2 separate regions of the Sus scrofa genome follow, and region 1 is linked to region 2. The links are chromatin contacts, called in public HiChIP or PLAC-seq maps. All regions are on one chromosome and are shown on one strand. The core of a region is the stretch at or near the end of the contact, and the rest is flanking DNA. Distances in the headings are between cores, read along the strand shown.

Evidence for each region. HiChIP or PLAC-seq counts read pairs in DNA pulled down with a chosen protein or histone mark.
Region 1: an H3K27ac HiChIP or PLAC-seq map of alveolar macrophages shows a contact between it and region 2. The contact joins the enhancer-like site here to the promoter of ARRDC2 in region 2. A contact is called at or near these places in 3 of 5 promoter capture datasets (fetal liver, fetal skeletal muscle and liver), 34 of 47 Hi-C or Micro-C datasets (adipose tissue, alveolar macrophages, blood and 17 more) and 2 of 2 datasets of contacts at active chromatin or transcription factors (alveolar macrophages and skeletal muscle).

The regions. Positions count from the first base shown.
Region 1 is chr2:59,732,563-59,736,488 of Sscrofa11.1, reverse strand. It overlaps IL12RB1 (interleukin 12 receptor subunit beta 1), which reads right to left. Exons shown (of 16, transcript NM_001145986.1): 14 at 3,371-3,476; 15 at 2,270-2,351; 16 at 477-1,473. The coding sequence ends at 1,099. Among named protein-coding and RNA genes, the nearest start is that of IL12RB1, 26 kb to the right of the region's middle. Within about 2 kb of position 1,503, at least 18 of the 83 cell types and tissues checked have an H3K27ac peak or open chromatin away from gene starts, as enhancers often do. A contact at or near this core is called in alveolar macrophages, fetal liver, liver and 2 more, where this site is marked.
Region 2 is chr2:59,775,713-59,779,938 of Sscrofa11.1, reverse strand. It overlaps ARRDC2 (arrestin domain-containing protein 2), which reads left to right and starts at 1,439. Exons shown (of 8, transcript XM_003123504.4): 1 at 1,439-2,042. The coding sequence starts at 1,784.

The DNA.
Region 1 (3,926 bases), core at 254-2,753, 44 kb after region 2:
CCTTCGACATCGTATGCCCACCTCCCAGTCCTAACTTCGCAGAATTCTGAGTGATCATCCAGTTTTGTCTCCCTCCTATTGGGTGCTCCTGAGGGCACCCAAAGGCAGCGATTGGTAAATGTGTATGAAATGAGTTAATTTTCAGGCTCCTACAGGGGTGGGGGGCAGGGAGTTGTGGGTGGGTTGAGCAGCACATTCAGGCTTCAGTCAAGGGAAAGGTTTATTTGCTTTTTTTTCTTTCTTTTTTTTTAGGGCTACACCTGCAGCATGTGGAGGTTCCCTTGCTTGGGGTCGAATTGGAGCTACAACTGCTGGCCACAGCCACAGCCACAGCAATGTAGGATCCTAGCTGTGTCTTGCTCACAGCAACACCAGATCCTTAACCCACTGAGCAAGGCCAGGGGTCGAACCCGCAACCTCATGGTTCCTGTTGGATTCGTTTCTGCTGAGCCACAATGAGAACTCCAGGGGAAAAATTTATTAAGCCTTACATCTCCCCCATCTCTGTGAGGTCAACATTATCCTCAGGCCCATTTTACAGAGAAGGAGACTGAGGCCAGGGAGGAGCTATCACCTCCCTCAGAATGCTTTGAGCCCCACTTCTTTTCCCTAAACCTAGATCCTCCAAGCCTGGAGACCCTGCGATGTGGCCGAGGACGCTGTGCACCCAGATTCCCCATCCAGTGCTTCTGGTACAGGATGCCCAGCCCAGGACCACCATGAACCCCTTTGAGCCTCCCTCTAGTCTATCCCCATGGGTGCCAGGCCCTGGCTTGGGGTAGCAGCTTCCATTTCATGGTGGTTTCTAGGGTTCCCACCACAGGATGTGTGACAGCAGGACAGAGTAGGTGTGAATGGAAGCAGTGGCCAGGGTCGGAGTCACTCCGCCTAGGTTCGACTTATGCACCTGCTGTGTAGCCATAGGCAAGGCACTCACTCACCCTCTCTGAGCCTCGGTGAGACTCAGAGAAATAGGTAAATAGGACAGCCTCATACCTCAAGGCAGTTATGGGGATTCAGGGCATAACATGAGTGTCTGGGCGGCACAGGCTGGGTATGCAGTAAGTGCTTAATAACCAGCCATCGTGATTGCAATCATCAGTCTTCCTCTATGTAAGAGGAGGCAGATGTTCCCCTTTCTCCCTGGGAACCAAACCTGGGAGTCTGCCTTAGATCTCCCAGGAGCAGCAGGAGTCCAGCTGTCTGGGCAGGGCTGCCCTCCAGACCACCGTGCCACCCAGACCTCAGAGTCCCAGGCTCAGGGTGTCCTTGCGCCTGTCTCCTGTGCTCCAAGGGCAGCTCCATGTCTAGGGCCGGCTCAGGGGCATCCAGAGGCAGCTCCATCTTCTCCTTGAGAGGCCCAGGTGTGTCTGGGTCAACCCCCTCGCCTTTGTCCCAGGACATGTTCACCACCAGGGCTTCTTGGGGGGACACCTCCTCCGGGAAGTCTGCTGGGCTGGTCCACTGCCAAACCTGGAGAAGAAGGGCGGGGTCAAGGCTGTGGGTGGGGCCATATTTCTTTCTTTCTTTTTTTTTTCTGTCATTTTAGGGCGGAGCCCAAAGCATGTGGAAGTTCCTGGGCTAGGGGTCAAACTGGAGCTGAAGCTGCTGGCCTATGCCGCACTGGCTAAATTCTTTAAAAACCTGAGACCAATTTAAAAAGCAAGTGGAACGGCCACCATTTTTTTTCAGAAAATTCCCCTTCCTCTTCTCATAGTTGATGTGGTTGGGCAGGGAAGGAGCCCCGCGTCAGCTCTAGGATGGGCTTCTGATCCTGGCCCAGCCAATCAAAGCACTCCAGCTCCCTGGTTCCAGTGATAGGCTCAGGAATGGGCATGTGACCCAAGCTGGGCCAATCAGTGATGGCCCTGAGAATTTTGCCCCAGTTAATGGGAAAAACGGATACCCTGCTTCCACCGGCTGAAGGCTGAGACTGCCTGGGAGAGGAGCCTGCGGGAAGGATGGCATTGCAGAGAGATGGAATCCTAGTTCCTGGATCCAGCCATGTCTGAAGCCCAGCACCCCGGGATTTTTCTATCAGGTTCTTTTGTGGAAGTTACTTTCACTGTTTCTGCTACTAGGAAATGACACACACAAGGCTCCCCTTTGGGTTTCTGTTGTCTGTATGTAAAATAGGACAGGTTTTAGGAGTCCTTACATCAATTGGGGGGGGGATAAAATGAGTTAATGCATGGTCATTACTCTTCAGAGCCCTGGCCCAAATATGGACCCAATAAACAGGACCTGGAATTAGAAAAGGAGCCCTTACCTGCTTCCCCTGGCTGTCAGAGAACTCAACGGCAGTGCTGGCACAAGGTGTGGGCAGGGGCGGGCACAGATGCCTTACAACCCTGGGGGTGGGGTGGGGAGGAAAACCAGTCAGTGCTTCTGTGTGTTCTTCCTTTTTCCTTTTCTTCTTCTTTTTTTTTTTTAAGAGCCGAATCTGAGGCTTATGTAAGTTCCTAGGCTAGGGGTCGAATGGGAGCTGTAGCTGCCAGCCTACACCACAGCCACAGCAACACCAGATCTGAGCCACATCTGCAACCTACACCACAGCTCACGCAATGCCAGATTCCCCCACCCACTGAGCAAGGCTAGGGATCAAACCCACGTGCTCATGGATACTAGTCAGGTTTGTTACCACTGTGCCACCACAGGAAATCCTGTTCTTATTTTTTAATTGTTCTGAATAAGTCGTTGTTCTCACTTATTTTTTTCATCTCCGTTAGGTTATAAGGGGAGCAAGCATATGGATTAGGGGATGGGGTGTGGGAGTCTGACAGACCCAGGTTCACATCACAGCTCTGTTTTCACTGCCAGTTGCCCTGGGCCTGCCTCCCTGGGCCTCAGTTTCCTCATCTCTAAAGTAGACATCAAAACCTACTTGGGGAGTTCCCGCTATGACACAGTGGATTAAGAACCTGACTGCAGCAGCTTGGGTTGCTGCAGAGGTACAGTGGGTTAAAGGATCCAGGTGCAGCATAGGTTTCAGCTGTGGCTCAGATTCAATCCATGACCTGGGAACTTCCATGAGCTGCAGGTGTGACCATTAAAAAAACAAAACAGGGAGTTCCCGTTGTGGCGCAGTGGAAACAAATCCGACTAGTATCCCTGAGGATTCAGGTTTGATCCCTGGCCTCACTCAGTGGGCTGGGATCCAGCGTTGCTGTGAGCTGTGTTGTAGGCTGGCAGCTGTAGCTCCGATTTGAGCCCTCGCATGGGAACTTCCATACGCCTCGGGTAGGGCCCTAAAAAAGTCAAAACAAAACAAAAACAAAAAGCGAAACAAAACCAACAACCTGCTTGGTGTGAGTAATTATTACTATTCTTACTATCACTAGATCATCTTGGGGGAGAGGGTGCAAGTTACCTGTTCAAGCCAAGGTACCCAAAGACTCCCAGGAGAAGGATGCTCATGAAGCTCCCCAAAGATGCCAGGAAGATGGACAAATCGCGCAACTCAGAAACAGGGACTTCTGGGGGCAGAAGAGCTTGGGTTGGGGGAGGGGCACCTCCGGCCTCTCATAGAGGAGGGAGTTGGGAGGATCGGGCCCTCCACTGACTCCTGCTGCTGACCCTGGCACATCCTGGGTCCCTTGTGCCTCAGTTTTCTCCTCTGTAAAGTGGGAGACCAAGGACCTGCCTTTCTTGTGACTACGGGGTGAATCCCGGGTGCGCAACAAGTGCTCAGGACACTGGAGCTCCAAGCGCCTGCAGGTTAGGTACTTGTGGTTCCCCTGGACCCAGACCTGCTCCCTGCACACCCAGTCTGACCCATTGATTCTCTTGGGATCATATTTCACTGGTAGGACAACAGGCAGGGACAACTATGGCAGGAACAGGGATTATTTGGTCTCCAAATCTCTTTGCCACACACCCCAAGAGAACGGAGGCCGCCTCCTTATATTTGTGATGAGAGTTATTCA
Region 2 (4,226 bases), core at 190-2,689:
AGGGCCCAGACAGGATTTGGGGGTCACAGTGAGCCCATCCCATCACTATCCTAGCCTGGCAGACTCCTGGACCTGAGTTCAGTCAGGGACAACTCCCTGAGGACATCTACATCAGTCCCACCTGGCCCCAGTAGGAGGCCCCTCCAGAGGGCATGGCCCAGGAGTTCTTCCTGTGGCTTAGTAGGTTAAGAACCCAAATAGCATCCCTGAGGATGCAGGTTCAATCCCAGGCCTTGCTCAGTGGGTTAAGGATCCAGCATTGCCACGTCATAGGTTGCAGCCACAGCTCAGATCTGGCATTGCTGTGGCTGTGGCTGTGGTATATAGGCTGGCAGATGCAGCTCCAATTTGACTCCATATGGAACTTCCATATGTCGTGGGTGTGGCCCTAAAAAATATGAGTAAATAAATAAATAAGTGGAGGGCATGGCCTGGCCTGCAGGAGGCAGCAGATAATCGGGAGGTCCTTCCATCTGGCTTTGCTGGAGCACCCACTATGAGCCAGGCTCCAGTAAGTACATGAGTAAGGAGGGCCATCCAGTCTTCAGGACCTGACCATAATTGGACCGGGAGACTCAGAGAAGTGAAGCCACTTACCGAATGAGGGAGATGGGGAGCCAGGGATTAAATTGGGGGTTCTACAGGTCAAGAGGAATTGGTGGAGGGCTCTCCATGGGGAGAAGAGTGGTGTGATCCTGGGGTGAGAGAGGACCTCCTGGGGTAGGATGGAGAGGAAGTTTCCAAACAAGTAGAATCAGGTCCCCTCAGGCCTTGGGCTCAGAATGCTGGAGTCGGGTTGGGGTGCCAGGCACTTGGCAGATGCTGGGCCCTGGGTGGAGAGGGAGGCTAATCTGGGCCCAGCTGAGAGCCCAGGCGCTGGCAGCCTCTGATAAGGCCAGGGGCCATCTGTTTGGGGATGATAGGATGGGCCCAAGAGTAAGAGTGTCTGGGGAGGTGTCAGTGGTGAGTGGTCAGACATGGGTTCAAGCCAGACTGTGCCACCGCTGGGTGCTTCTGGCCAGTGGTTGCCCTTCTGGGAGCCTCAGTTTCTTCTGTAAGATCAGGTGCCAGAGAATAGGGCACAAGGCTCACCCCTGGGAGCACTCAGGCTGATGGAGGAAGCACAGTAAACACACAGCAGTTGCAAACACAGCGACCAGAATCATAAAGAAATAAGCCCATAGCATGACTCTGAGGAGGTGACATTTGGGCGAGGGTGGGTACATTGGAGAAGGGCGTTCCAAGTAACAAAACAACCAGTGCAAAGGCCAAGAGCCAAGATCCGAGTTTGGTGTGTCTGGGGAACAACCAGATGGTGGCAGGGAGACCAGGGAGGAGGCTGGGGCGGCGCCCGGTCCAAAGGTGCCGGGTAGGGGACGAATGAGAACACAAGACAGCCGGGTAGCACCACGCCATCCACATCCGCCCCCGCCCGCCTCTGACTCAACAGCGCCTACCCTGCGAAAGCAGGGCCCGCCCGGCGCTGAGGGGTAGCAAAGTCAGCCGCGCCAGCACGCCGGCGGCAGGTCCCCTGAGGCCCGGGCGCGTCACGAGGCGGACGCGGAGAATCAGGAAGTCAGCCAACTCCGCGCCGGCCGGCGGCGCCCGCACAAGTTCGTAGAAGGAGGAGAAAGCTTGGGGGGCACCCGGAGGCGGCGGCGGCAAGGACCAGCGCTGAGACCTGGGAGGCCTGCAGACGCTCCCCAGCGGCGCGCCCGGCCTCCGCGGGCCCGACGGGCCCCCGCCGGGCGCGTCCTCCCCGCCGTGGGCCCCGGCCCGCGCCATGCGCCCGGGGGGCGTGCGCAGCTTCGTTCTGGAGCTGGCGCGGGGCCCGGGCGGCGCGTACCGCGGCGGGGAGCGGCTGTGCGGCCGGGTGCTGCTGGAGGCGGCCGCGCCGCTGCGGGTGCGAGCGCTCGAGGTGGCGGCCCGCGGCTGGGCGGCCACGCACTGGCTCGAGGGCCGAAGCGTGGGTATAAACGCCGTGTCCAGCGACTACGCGGCTGCCGAGACGTACTTGCGGCGGCGGCAGCTGCTCCTCCGAGGTGAGCCCCTCCAACCCCCACCCCCAAGCCAAGATACCCCGGGACCTTCTTCCGAGGAGTGGGCCCCCCTCTCCGGAGCCAGCCTTTCGACTTAGAGGCTGTGCAGTTGGGTGATCCTCCTCATGAAGTGGAGACCTCTTCCCCGGGGTGTGGACCTTCCTACCGGGACATCCACGCACCTACCCACTTCCTAAACCCTCTTTCCCAGGAATCCCTCCCAGGATCTGGGTGCACCCCATTCAGAGCCGGACAACCTCGACTTAGAGGTTTGCAGTGGAGACACCCCACCCCCTCACCCTCCACCACACACGCACTAAATGGGAGTCTGGGTGAATCCCTGGGTGGAGCTGGGAAATCCTTTCTGGATCACAAGATGCCACGTTAGCCCCAGGCCTGGGACCTCTGATTCCCAAAGAAGGGCCCTGTCTCATGTACTGTCAGTGCTCTTTCCCAGTGTTTGAAGGAAGGGCTCTTCACAGGGTTGGGGGTTCTGGTGGTGTTTGCACATGAGAGGGTAGGACTGTATCCTAGGCAGGGAGGAGACTTGGGCTGGCAGTCTTAGGTCTTGGACATGGCCTTCCCTTGCCCTGAACCTGAGATCCCAACCCTCAGGCTGTACAGCCAGTCAGGAGCAGAACAGGGGCCACAGAAGGAGTAAGTCTGTGTCACAATATGGTACTGTGTGGCTGAGGAAGATGCTAGACTCTCTGGGCTGCCCTGACCACCTCCTCTCAGGGAAGGCAGACCTCACCGTACCCACTGGCAAAATGGGTGGAGGCAGGAAGCAGCTCAGGCTTGGCTCCCTGCCTGCAGTACCCACCACACACCCGTTTTTTTGTTTTTTTTGTTTTTTGTTTTTTTTTTTCCGGCACTGTACACACCAGATGCTTTGCATGCAGGTTTGCAGCCTTGTCCCAGCAGCCCCCAGGTGTGCTGACCAGCTGTGGAAACTGAGGTGTAGCCAGCATGGGGTGAGGCAGGAAGGGGCCCTGTAGGCACTTCCCTTTCCCTGTGACTCGAGCGAAATTGGGGCTGGTCTCACTTACTGGTGGCTTTCTTAAGATACTGGAGGGGTGAAGTTTGTGGAGCTGCTGTGTGACCCCTCATGGGGCCCTGCCTGTCTCTGGGCCTCTGGGGACCCAGCTGTGAACTGGACTGAGGGCCCTGACTCAGTAGGAGCCTTCCCATCTCCCCTTCATTGCCCATCCCCTCCTGGGCTTATGGTCTCTTCGCCTCCTTTTAGGCTCCTCTTAGACCTGAGAAAAGGTCTCAACCTCTTATTTCAGTCCCAGAGCCCCCTCTTCCAGGCAGTCCCTCAGGCTGATCACTGAGTGGACAGCCTCTACCTCTCTCTTCCGGCCTGTCCTGCCCCCTATCACTGGCTGGCCGTGACTGGTTATAGATGCCCCCCGTTGGGGTGCTGAGGCCTCCTAGCTGAGGCCCGTTGGGATGCTGAGCAGTGGTGGGGCGGGGGCGGGGGTGGGGATGGGGCAGCCCACCTGGCCTAAGCCAGACTTAAAGGGGATGGCCAAGGTAGAGGGTGGGTTGGAGAGGCAGTGCATTCTCATGCCACCAGAGGGCGCAGATGCCCCGCAGATCGTGAGCAAGCCGCCTCCGACTTAGAAATTCTACTCGCGGTTCTTTAAGAAAACTGGACCCAGAGAGAGGTTACCGCCCCCAAAGGCACACTCCAGCCCTGAACCCGAGGGTTCCTAGAGCTTCTCCAGTACTTGGTTCTGTCAGTGAGGGGATGAACTAGGTCTGGAGGGCAAGTAGGAGTTGGCGGAGGTGTGGCGGCGGGGAGTCGTGTGGAGGGGGCGGGGTGTGGGCCATAGTTGAAAGTTGGAAAGGGAAAGCCGGGTGGTAGGAACAGCCTGGGCAAAAGCGCTAAGGTGCAGCCGAGTAGTGGTTGTCAGGCTGGGAGAGAGGCTCTGGGAGTGGTCGAGTAGGGGCTACACTATGATTCATGCACAACCCTAAGGTCGGGACAGATTTTCTTCTGGCTCTACAAACCTGGAAACTCAGGTTCCAAGGGGTTGTCACTAGCCCAGGTCAGCCAGCTTAGCGAGTTTCGAATCAGAGGAGGGGGCAGCAGGCACCCGAGTGAAGGGAGGCGCCATCCACTTCCTCCTCCCATTGCACAGAGTGGGTAAACTGAAGCCCGAGGTAGTTAGTCTTAAGTTC